Linked DNA regions of Mus musculus: region 2 is linked to region 1. The links are chromatin contacts, called in public Hi-C maps. All regions are on one chromosome and are shown on one strand. The core of a region is the stretch at or near the end of the contact, and the rest is flanking DNA. Distances in the headings are between cores, read along the strand shown. Region 1 holds the start of Commd8 (COMM domain containing 8). Region 2 has its middle 120 kb from the start of Commd8.

Region 1 (6,558 bases), core at 308-2,807:
GAATCAATGTCTATAAGTTGTCCTCAACCTACACACACCACACACACAGACACAGACACACACAGACACACACACAGACACACACACAGACACACACACACACACACACGCTTTATTTTTTAATGAAAAAGTTGAAAATTAAAAAAAAATGATGCCTTAAATTACATACAAAGACAAGCGATTACTAATGAAAAGACATTAAATATTAAGGGCTCTTTCCTCTCACTTTATGTAATATTTTAAATTCAGCATCTGCCAGAAGTTCAATTTTAATATAGTCATGTTTCAAAGGTCAACCTTTTCTTGGTGTCCAGTGTTGTCTAAATCCCGTTTTTTGATATCCTTTATATCCTGATGGATGTCATTTTGCACTATTAACTTACACATTGCATGGTCACAGAAGCATGCATTCCTGTAAGCCTTCCTTTACCCAGGCAGAACAGCAGAACTCTCATTCTTTCTTCAAACTCTGCAGCTATCGCTCATGTATGTGACTGTGGACAAGGCATATCTATCTATCTGTCTGTCTGTCTATCTATCTATCTATCTATCTATCTATCTATCTATCTATCTATTTTTCTATCTATGCCTCTCAGCACTTTCTAACACTCTTAATCCTAACATTACATATTGGGTTGTAATCACCCTAATTGTTATGGCACCTTCTCATGACAAGGCTCATTCTATCACGAACTTTCTTTTTTTTGGATTGAAATTACAACTCAAAGAATTTTGGGTTCACTCCTGTGGTAAATGTGTGGGTATAAACATGGGTTTTCTTTACCAGCAGGTTGTTTTGTTTCTTAGCTTGGATAATGAGTCTTTGGGTTGCTTAATAATATATAGCTGAACTTTGCCTTTCTATGAGTTCTGTCTTGGATTGCGTTTGCTGTTTGTAAACGGGGGGGGGGGATCCAATCTTTTTTTTTTTTTAAAGATTTATTTATTTTATGTCTACGAATACACAGTAGCTGTCTTCAGACACACCAGAAGAGAGCATTCGATCTCATTACAGATGGCTGTGAGCCACCATGTGGTTGCTGGGAATTGGACTCAGGACTTCTGGAAGAGCAGTCAGTGCTCTTAACTGCTGAACCATCTCTCCAGCCCCCCACCCCACATCTCTTCTTAAAATAAAAAAAAATTAAAAAAAAAAAGTAACTTTAATTTGTCTTTGAGGTCAAACTCTTTGACTAGGAGACTGTCAGATCTCTGGGGGAAAGGCCCTGGGTTCAAATACAGGCTGTGACTATTACTAGATGATTTTCTGCAGTGAAGAAAGTTTATGAGATCTGTCTCTGAACACAGTCTCAACCGAGCAAAAGTCTGTAAATCTTCCTTCAGCAGCAAGCGGATGGGTAACAGACTTCCCCTCAGTCTCGACCGCCCCTCCCCCCCCCCCCCCCCCCCCAAAAAAAAAGAGGGAAAAAAAACTTGCTCTTTTTTCTACAGGAGAAAACCAATGGCTGAGGTTTTGCACATGCGCACAAGGACTTTGAGCCCGCCCGCCGGCCCCGCCCTCCAGAAAGTCACGTGGACGAATCGGAGCGTAAGCCTAAGGTTCAGGCCTGTCACGTGACAGGTATCTCTACTTCTCGGGGATGGAGCCGGAAGAGGGGACGCCGCTTTGGCGGCTACAGAAGCTGCCTCCGGAGCAGGGCGCCGGGGTGAGGGGTTTGTGAAGGGCACGGGAAGGCCGGGGTCCGGACTATTCTTCTTGGGCCCCTGGAGACACAATGGCGGCCTAAGGACTTTACGCGGTTTAGGAATGGCCCAGGCCTGGGTGCGTGTGGGGTCTTCTTGCTTCTAGAAAGCTCGGGTGGTAGAGCCCGAGATCTGCTGCGTCCGCAGTCTTTGAGTTCAGGTCTCCCGAACGCCCCTTTCTGTGTGAGGTCCGGCGGATGCAGTGAGGAGTCGAACCCGGTGGGACCTGTTCCCTGGAGGGCGGGAGGAACCAACTCCTAACCAGAAAAGGAGTAGCCACTCAAGTTTGGCCAAGAGGTGATCGCAGCCGCTGAAAACAGCTCACCCATAAAGCCAGGCTTGTGGAGACCAGAGACAGCCAACCAGGGTTTCTTGCAGCACACCCAGGGTCCAGACCTCTGTGAAAGTGATTTGATGGTGGCACTCTGCCCTGCTCAGGCTTTCAGAAGTCTCCACTGTGGCCCTTCTACCCAAAGTCGGCTTCAGTTGTAGATGAAAGAAATTTAACGCCACTCCCTCCGTTCTTTAGAAAATGTACTTTAAACATTTTCTTTGATTTTACAAATGAGGACAGTGAAATATGTCAGCCACAGGTTTCCAGCAAGCCAGGGCCAAAGCTCAAACCTATCTATGGACTGTGTCTCCTAACTTTCAGGGTGTCTTTCCTCCTATATAGAGATGGCCAAAACATTTGACTCCTGAATCTGAGAGCTGAGCCAGCTGTCTTCTTCCTGGGCCTCTGCCTTTTGCCACAGCTATGGGAAATCCCTGGTTTGGGTCTCCACTCCCTTTTCACAGCATTGGTTGTTGTGGTGTCACCATCCTTCTTTACCAGGCCACTCTATTTAAGAAACTCTGGGTTTCATCCTTGGACCTCCCCTTTTCAACCTCCTTTACCTGTTTATGGTCTCTGCCTCTATAGTCTCACACTTACTCCTGCTCACAATATCTTGGCAAAGTTTTGGAAAAATAATGTAATTACTTACAGGAAAGTTGAGTGCAGATTAAAGCCTTCACTCCTTTCTGTTGTATGCAAGGCCTTCTGTGATTTGGCCCCTACTCGCCTTTTCAAAGGTCCTCTGCCCTTTCACCCTTGTCTGCCTTTCCAAAGATGCAATTCCCACTCCTGCGCTGGGGTTTTATTTCCAGTCCTGTGTGCGGGCACATTGCGTTGGCTGGGAATGCCTAATGGCCACTCATCTTTTCAATTCAGCTCTTTCCTTGTTCCTTTGCACCCGTCATAAACACCTTTTCTATCCCCTCTCCTCTACCACACGCACTTATTTATATGTGTACTTTTTTTGATAGATTGGAACTCTGTTATGGTAGAGCATCATTTATCCTCAATGTCCTCATTTGTAAAATGAGAACAGTTACAATGCTTACCTTATAGAGTTGCAGGGAGTGTCAGGATACTGTTTGGTAGACATTACAGGTGGCTTTTGGTTGTATTCCCATTTTATATGGTGAGTCAGAAGTTACCCATCTGTGTGGTGTTTTGGGGGTTACTGTTCCCCACGGAGTGGGTTCATATCTAAGGCGATTGGAGTCTAAAGACGTTTAGCTCAACGCCATTTCCCAGTTACTTGGATTTAAGTGGTTGGCAGGATACAAGTGTCGCCTGGAACAGTATCACATGAATGTGATTATCTGCAGTAGGACACGGAAGGCTTGAGCTATGGAAGTAGTGATAACAGCAGTAAGAACAAAGGCAGACTCACGGCCTTCTGATGTCTTGTGCCTGCTAAGATGCTCGAGTTACTGTGCTCATATGTAATTCTATGACATTGTGTGGTCAGGTGACATTCTTCTCTTACGCTTGGATCGCAGAGAATGTAACTAAAATGAGGAGTTGGTGGAACTAGGAAGCATAGCAAGCAGTTTTGTCCTAAATCCAGTCTTCATACTCTGTTAGGTTCACATGGTTTCAGTTGCTGGTAGTGCAGAGCGGAAGTCAGGTGGGAAAGGAAAGATGGCCAGTGCTTTTCTCAGAGCAAAGCACAACACCCCTGCTGAGGAATAGGAGAGTATGCTGTTGGGGGCCGGGGGAGGCAAAGCCAAACCGAGGTAGTAGTGCTCCTGGGGGGGGGGGCTTATCTGTGAGAGGAGCGCGTGCTTGGTTACTACAGAGATGGCACCTTCAGATCTCGGAGGGAAGCTTCTACGTGAACTGTTCTCCATTCAGGGATTTTGGAAAACAACAGTGTACCTTAACATTATTTTATTTTCTAAAGGTAGACTTCATAATGGAAGGTCTGGGATTTAGCAGGGTTTGGTAGCTCATACCTGGAACACCCAAACTTGAGAGACTGAGACAGGAGGATTGCCACAAGTTTGAGGCCAGCCTGGTCTACAGAGGTGAGACCCTGTCTCCAAAACTAAACAAAGCAATAAGACAACAAACAGAACGACAAAGAAAACCACCAACAATAAATCTTCAAAATAGTTGCCTTTCTGTCGTAGCTGGTTTTATAAAAGGCACGTCTGTCAATGTCATTTTCTTTAAAGTACTTTGATTTCCTTTTTTCTCCCTAGCTTCTTCACAAAATCATTGATGGCTTCTGTGGCCGAGCTTATCCTGCCCACCAGGATTATCACAGTGTCTGGAATTCAGCTGAGTGGAAGCATGTTCTCGAAGATGTTACCACGTTTTTCAAAGCGGTCGTTGGCAAAAACTTCTCTGAGGAAGAGGTAGTTTCAGTCCTGACCTCTTTACCTGATAATAAGTATCATCCAGAGGTTCTAATGATGTTCATAGGGTTCTACCCATGTGTTCAGTAGCTGATCACATGCTACAGCAGCCGAAGGTCTAATCGTGAGTGAGTGGAAGACCACATTGGATTTTCTGGGACATGGCAGTTTTGTCTTAGTTGTTTTGTTTTTTTTTTTTTTTTTTTTTTTTTCTCCCACTGTAACACTTTGAAAGCATAGCGGTGAATGCAGGATGCTGAAGAAAGCCTGAGTGTTCTGGTTGTAGTGATTAGACTCTAGCTTACATTGGATCTCATGGAAAGTGGCTTTTACCACTTTGCCAAGAACTATTTGCACATATTTATGAGTTGATTACTTTAGTAGATGGTGTTTTATGTATCTGTCGTGTTGATTTAGATGATAACTCTAGATTTGCATTTCTTTGAATATATACATTTAATCTGTCATGTCCCTTGCTTTTTCATTCTCTTAATAGGACTTTTGGGGAACAGAAGTTCTGAGGTTAATGCAGTCCAGTTTGCCAGTCTTTCTTTTGGCGGGTAGTGCTGTCTCTGTCGTATTTAAGAAATATGAAGGTATCTATCTTTGTGTGTTTCCCTGTAGAGGCTTGATTGTTTTAGCTTCTGTAATCTACTCTCAGATATGTTTGGAATTAGTATTTTGCGTGAGACAGGGGCCGTCTCAGTTTCCTCTGCACAGTTTCCCACTGACTCACTGCCATCTATTGGACATATATTGGCTGTCCTTGCTCACAGGCTGCCGTGCAGCGTTGGTAATAAATCAGATGGGCGGGCATGTGTGGGGTCTGTCTCTGGACTCTCTATTGGATTCCATTAGTCTCTGCGTTGGCTTTTGGCAGTTTTATACTGTTTTAATTACCACAGCATTAAAGATATGCTAGGTTAATTCTTGGTATCAGGTGGTAGAAGACCTTCAACCTCCTGTTTCTTCAGTGTTGACTCTCCTTGGTCCTTTCTGTCTTCATATACATTTTAAAATCAGCTTGTCAACTGTAAAAGGCAGTTTGGATTATAGTGTGGGTTGTACTGAGTTTCTAGATTATCTGGGGAGAATTGGCAACAGTATTTGGCTTCCTAGTCTATGAAATGGGGTAGGTCTCTTTATTTTGATTGACTCTTATTTCTCTGTGTTTTATAATTTTTAATGTAGAAGTCTTGCAAATAGTTGGTGTTTTTAGTACTCTTTAACTTTATTTTCAGTTGTTATTGTTAGCTGTAGACATGGTTACCTATTATATCCTTCTCTCTGTCTAATACCTTTCCTATTTTATATATATATTTATGTTCATATGTATTAATACATATTAAACAAAAAGTAGTGATAGTAAACCTATCCTCCCCACACACCTTAGGGAGGAAATTACTGTTTTTCCTTCTAGTCATCAGCTGCATGATTTTATAGATATTAGTGATTAGATTAGTAATTAGATTAGTGATTAGATTTTTTTTCTGATTTATTTCCCACTATTTTGTTAATATGGTGATTAATTTTGGATGTTAAACTAAGCTCTTAGTGACTTGTTAAATCCAGCCTGGTCATGATGTATTCTTGGTCATGATGTATATATAATTCATGTGCACGTTAATTTGATGACCCACTGTTTTGCTTAGAATTTTTGAATCTCTATTTGATTGACACTGGCCTGTGAACTTCCTGTGATACCCTTGTCAAGGTTTCAGGTTTTATTCTGGGTTGGTTGAATGACTTTGGGTAGGTTTTCATTTTTTCTCTTTTCCTGTCCTTTGGAAGAGTTTATGGACCGTTGATTTTCTTTACTTAATTGGTATTAAATGGTATTAAGTTATTTAGGTTTTAAATTGGGAAATATTTATCTCATTAGCTTTTATTTAGTTGTACAGTCATCAGTGACACAAACTTGTTAATTCAGTATTGTGCATTTGAATGGCTCAGTGTGCGGTTTACTGTGTGTGAAGCTGCTGTGTGGTTTGAAGTTTTGGGGTGTGGTGTTGTTATGCCATGCCATTTGATTAGATGGAAGTTAATCTTTTTAAGTTCTGGAAACCTCAGTAAAGTATCAATATCTCTGAATATGCGCTTACCCGTTTCTCTCTTTAAAAATGTAGAACTTTGCTGTGTTGTGTATTTTGAAGCTGTGCAGTT
Region 2 (6,023 bases), core at 2,230-4,729, 110 kb before region 1:
ACTCAGAAATCCGCCTGGCTCTGCCTCCCAAGTGCTGGGATTAAAGGTGTGCGCCACCAAGCCCGGTGGCTAGTAAATAATTTAAGAACATTCAACACCCTTTGGCTATCAGGGAAGTGCAGATTAAAATCAAATTATGATCCATTCTAGTCAGGATGGCCATGATCAGGAATAGAAACGGCAACAAATGTCAGTACAGATGTGGGCAGAGGAGCATCCTTATACACTCTTGGTTGGATTAGTGCAGCCACTCTGGAAATCTCAATCTGGAGGTTTCTCAAGAAACCAGAATTAGGACAAGTATTTGATCCAGCTTCAGCACTTCTGGGCAAACCCAAAGGACTATACATCCTACTTCGAAAATACTTATAAGTTCATTGCTGCTGTAGTCAAGATACCTAGAAAATAGACCCAACCTAGATGCCCATCACCTGATGAATGGATAATGAAAACATGGTACACGCCCACAGGGAAATACTGGGCAGTGAGTGGATGGAACTGTGTGGATGGTGAGCTGATGGGAAAGAGTGACTGCCATAGGGATGGGAATCCTCTGACTGTACCCTTCCACATCTGACTGTACCCTTCCACATTTAATCTTTTGTGGGGAGAGAGTCTGAAGGGAGCTTTAGAAAGCCAGGACAAGACCTTACGTGACATAAAACTTCTCTGGAGGCCGTGTTCAAAGAAAGGACAGATCCTGAAAGAGAAATTAAATGGAACCACGTTTTCCCTGTGAGTATGTGCGGGGACTCTGCCCACTAGATTATATTTTATCAAACAGGAGAGCTTAAGAGAACACTGTGCACGAAGAAATGATCATGGGATTCAAAGACTGGATGCAATGAGCTCAATTCTAGCAAAACCACGAGTGAATTAGTCAGCCTATACAAAAGGGTTTTTAAGTCACTCTTGTAAACACTTGCCACTGAAGGGCTTCCATTCCCAGGGGACACGGGACTTAGCTGGGAGTTGGGGTGCACAACAGTGTTCAGTGGCTCCAACCACACAGTCTAGCACCTGGGCCTTGAACTAAAGGCAGGATGGATGGCTCTAGGAAAGCCCATTGCTCAGTTTCAGGGGATTGCGTGCTACTACAGGCTTATGCAGATCTTGTCCTCCTGGCAGCTGAATGTGTCTCCTCTTTGCTAGTTGTTTCTGTCAGGTGAGGATACCGAATCATCAGCTATCAGAAATGATCTTCAAGTTAGCCTAAAGCTTGAGAAGATAAAGCATCATTTAAAACCTCTCTCATCCAAATTATGTTTATGCCGGATCGTCCAAAATAATAATACTGAGTTCTTAATGTGCCAGGAAATGGTGTATATGTTATCTTTGTTAATTCTACACCATTTCCAGAGAGTAAACAAACTGAAGTGTGGGCAGGGTAAAGCACTTGACAAGGTCAAACCTGAGAATCAGAAAGTTAACTCTTTCGAAATCCTCTGTAATTCCCAACCCATGCTGATCTATGCCAGTGTCTTCAAGGCAGCCCTTGGGGACCAGCACAGATTTCTGATGTCTAATCTTACTGTGCTCTGCCTAGTGCTTCCAGAGATGATCTTGCCAACCCCACCCATGTGCTTTAGCTTTGTCCCTGGGAATGACACAAGCCCCAGACCTGGACAACAGGAAGAAGACCCTTTTAGCCTTGGTGACAAATACCTGAGAAAGTGCGTGACAAGCTCTGGATCAAAGCATCAAAGCTAGACATTTATACTTGCTTAGAGGAAAATATGCTGCCCCCATTGCCCTGGAGTATGTAGCTGTGTGAATTCATACATCTCTCTTTTTCATTAGGTTAGCCCAAGGCATTTCTTCTCGTTTCTTTTACTTTCTCTTCTTTCTTTACCCTCACCTTTCCTTCTCTCCTTTTCTTTTCTTCCCCTTGTCCATTACAAATGTGAGAATTCTGGCAATCCTCATTCTCAATAGTGGAACATGTGGCCACCTGGAGATGCTCCCCTTTGTCCACACATAGGTGGCTAAGGCTCCTGGCTCACCTCTGTTGGGATCCTCGCAATGCTCACATAATAACATTCGACATTCTGGCCTAAACACCACAGTGGGAAACCAAAGAACTAAACGGAATCATCAGAGCTCTGCAGCATAGCACAAAGGCACACTGCCAGGGCCTGGAAATCAGATCCAACTGTTACCCTCACTAGCTCAGCATCAAGACCAGGTTACTAAAACCAGCACCTTATGCTTGTCTTGCACCACCTACAAAGTAGAGGCAGCCCTTCTCTTGAGGGATATTTGGGGGATTAAATTACATTAAGCACTTAGAAGTGTCTTTTGTTGTGTAAATTTCTTGTTACAACCATGTTGGCCTTATTAATCTTGAGAAAGACGAATCAGAAACAAGAGTATTTGGACAGCCACCCTAGGTGATAGGCTACCCTGCCTATTACCCATAATCCTTTAGGGGAGAGATAAGGGAGCAGTAGATTCCGGGAAGCAGGAGAGGAGCCAGTGCTGAGTGGCTAGGACCTAGGGATCAGTGGACTGGAAATAGGAGCCTGTCAGGAGCCGCCTAGGCTAAGCTAAGGCTAGCAGGTGGCTTTCCTGGAGGTGGCTCACCATATTTGTACGGTCTGCAATGGTGAGCTCTATGAGGCAAGGTCCCAAAGAGACTTCATCTCAGGATAGCTTCTTGTAGCTGATATGCCTTTCCTGTCATTACTAAATTAATATAATAATCCCTGGACATTAGTCCACTCTATTGAACAGATTTCTTGCAGATGAACATAAAGATGAACTTTCATGAATTAGTGCTGTTTAGATGAACTAAAGATTTAATATAAGTCCTGATTTGATCTTAGGAAGAAGGTTTTAAGAGATGGCTTCAGATGTAGTTGTTCTGCTAAAAAGATGTAATAAAGTTAGAATCAAGCATAGAATGTGTCCACTCCTCATAATAAGTAAAGGCTGCATAATAAGAAACACAATGAGCTTTCATAATTACACTAAAAAGAGATATAGACTTCAGACAAATTTGTGTTCAAGAAAAAGCATTTGGGTCCAAGGATGAAGCCACAGGTGTTCCCTATGATAAGACATGGTCATGAGAAACTGTTGCTTTGAACTTATACTGAGCTTACAGAATGAAACACTGCTTTGAACTTAATATCAACATCCTTCTGTAAGTCCCATTTTATGTAACATTTTATCTCTGAGGTAATTTTCTGAAGAACTTTTGTCTCTAAAAGGCCAGAGAAAAGAAATGAAGATGATGGTTTGGCTTTGGGGGCTCTGCACCATACACCACCCTCCCACCCACCTACTCATCCATCCATCCATCCATCCATCCATCCATCCAAATGTAGTGATGTAGCCATTTTCCACTTCACCGGCTTGTGTATGTCTGTGTGAGTGACATCTTTCTTTTTCCTCTCTGGTGCAGAAGGAGTTAACCAGCCTGGCCAGTGAAGGGTTCTGGCTGCTTGGCCAGAGAAGGGAGTGCTAGCAATAAATCCTTTCCCTCCTCCCCTGCTGCTAGACAGCAAGAGTTAATTACCACAGACCAGCAGTGTTTGGCTTTCAGATAGCAAAGAGTTTAAGAAAGGTAAATATTGCCATATTTCCAGGCTGACTCCCAGACCTGGAAACCCCATAGCTGCTGGGAAGTTCCCCAGAAGGAGCCACTCTGATCGCTACTGTTTTGTGTGGCTCTGGACTCTGAAGGATTTAACACGGAACCAGAATGGGCTGGTTTCACAGCCTGGCTCTATCATCCACTAACTGCCAGTTTGGGGGGAAATTACTGACTACATTTAAGGAGCAGACCTTCATTTTGGAGTAGGAAAAGTACTGGCTTCGGTCTCAAAAGGTGTCTGTGTGAAGATAAAGGAGGCAGAAAGAGGTTTCCTAGGGAGCCTAAGAGGTTGAGCAGTGGGGTTTAACAAAGGTCAGCTGGCATTAACAAGGTTTCCAACTCTGAATTTCTTCTTATAAGTACATAAGAACTTCAAAGATTTATGTTGATGCCACAGGCCACTGATTTAACATTTGCCATGTGTACAGAGCAGTGGTTCTCAACCTGGGGTGTGTGTGTCACATACCTGATATTATGTATATTAGATACTTACGTTATAATTCATAACAGCAACAAAATTACAGTTATGAAGTAGCAACAAAATAGTTATAGTTGGGGGGGGGATCATTACAACATAAAGAACTGTATTACAAGGGACACAGAGCTAAGAAGGTTGAGAACCACTGGTATAGAGCATTGAAAGCAACCAGGCATGTTAAATACCCCTGAGTATCTGATACTATCCAGACCTGGCTGACCGGAAACATGCTGGCCTTCAGCATGCTGGGCATCTGCTGATCCAGTGCTGCTTAAACTCTTACCTCTGATCGCTGACCGCTCCGGTAAAGTTCAGGCAGCTGCAGGAGGGTCTCTGCCGAAACATCTTTCTCCAAAACGCCATAAATGATGGGGGGTACAGATGTGAAGAGGAGGTTGAAGAAGATCAGCACCCAGTAGTCTGTCATAGATGTTCCTGAAAACCCACAAAAGAACTGGTACCAGAAAAGGAGATTCACATAGGCCTGGGGACACAAAGAAAGACGTTCCGATCTTAGAGACATCCGTATGCATTCTGAACAGGCATCCTACATGCTTTGCTGCTGAGAGCCACACCTTCAGCCTTCCGCGGCTTTGTCCACAACCAGAGATGGAAGAATTCAGCTTGTTATGTAGTTCTCTAATTGTGTTTTGTCTCTTATGGATATCTTATTAAGTTATACACATACACACACCAGTACTATGTGGTGCTGGCACGATTCTAAATGACTTACCAAGAATTCATTTAGTCTTCATAACAACTTAGGAACTATTGTTGCTCCCATTTTATAGGTGATAAATGAAAGTATTTCTGAATCCTCAAAATATGTACATGCGAATCTTAGCCTCCACTGCGATGGTGATAGGAGCAGAGGCCAGATGCTAAACTTACTTAGGTCATCATTGTACAGCCTGTGGGGATGGGATTAACGTTTCTCTAAAATGCACCTCTGGTGGCTTTGCTCTACCCTGAGAGGATGTAGCCAGAAAGGCCCATTACCAAAGCCCAACCACACCCACTCTAATTTCAGACTTCTGGCTCTTAGACTGTGGGAGTTTTCAATTGCTATCATTGTGGTACTTTGCCATTGTGTGCCGAATAATCTAAGCCACTGAGACGCAAAGAGAATAAGACATTTGCACAAAGCTACCCAGCCATTTATTTGCCATATAAGTGGCAGAGTTGCAGATATTTTCACTTCAGATGAAGAGAACAAAGGTTGAACACCTGGCTCAGAGAAGACTCGTCACAACGCCACACATGTATTTTTTCCCACCATCCTTCCCAGTTATTTCTTAGTAGTTACAAGGAATGGTGCCAACAGAATAGGCAACATTCAGTTATCTTGAGACTGAGGGTCCCAAAGCATGGGATTCTTGTGGTAATATTGGACAGTCTCTTTGGAGGAAGCACGAGGAAGTGGCTGCCCTGCAGGTTCATCTTTCCCCAGCATCGTATCTTAAACGAGGCCAGCCCAGCAAAAACTCTGCTTTGAAAGACCAAGAGCAAATGTAGTCTAAAGACCATAATGTAGTTAGTTACTTGTCCACCTCGAAGAATCAAATGAGTCAACATGAATGTGTAAGAAAGAAAACTGAAGTCCAGTATGCTGCTATGTGTCTGTAATCCCAGCACTCAGTACGATGAGGCAGGAGGAATACTACAAGTTTGAGATGTGCCTGGACTACATAGTGAATTCCAGGCCATCTTGGGCTTGACACTGCCTGAAAAAAAATAATTAAAGAAAAAAAAAAAGGAAGAAAAAGAGGAAGGAAAGAAGGAACAGAGGTATGTGTAATTTAAATGGAACACTAAAGATTAGACACCAGGGTTTCCAAGCAATTTCTGATTATCCCAAGCAAGCAATAATAATACCTCGATCACAAAATATCTACCAAGCATAAAGAGACTTTATGAGCTGGGTAGAAAAAAATCCTTGCAATTGGA

What was found. A called contact is a pair of places that touch in the nucleus more often than the background predicts.
Region 2: a contact with region 1 is called in a Hi-C map of nephron progenitors, with 2.6 times the contacts expected there. The contact joins the enhancer-like site here to the promoter of Commd8 in region 1. A contact is called at or near these places in 15 of 39 promoter capture datasets (the 3T3-L1 cell line, 3T3-L1-derived adipocytes, the C10 cell line and 12 more), 1 of 15 datasets of contacts at CTCF or cohesin (large pre-B cells), 38 of 484 Hi-C or Micro-C datasets (the AML12 cell line, the C10 cell line, the C2C12 cell line and 22 more), 26 of 115 datasets of contacts at active chromatin or transcription factors (the 230-238 cell line, CD8 T cells, the HPC-7 cell line and 16 more) and 4 of 9 other capture datasets (adipose tissue, bone marrow-derived macrophages, liver and 1 more).

What each region holds. Positions count from the first base shown.
Region 1 is chr5:72,163,188-72,169,745 of GRCm38.p6, reverse strand. Commd8 (COMM domain containing 8) reads left to right here and starts at 1,557. Exons shown (of 5, transcript NM_178599.5): 1 at 1,557-1,667; 2 at 4,240-4,395. The coding sequence starts at 1,602.
Region 2 is chr5:72,280,642-72,286,664 of GRCm38.p6, reverse strand. It overlaps the pseudogene Atp10d. Among named protein-coding and RNA genes, the nearest start is that of Commd8, 120 kb to the right of the region's middle. Within about 2 kb of position 3,479, at least 20 of the 459 cell types and tissues checked have an H3K27ac peak or open chromatin away from gene starts, as enhancers often do. A contact at or near this core is called in nephron progenitors, where this site is marked.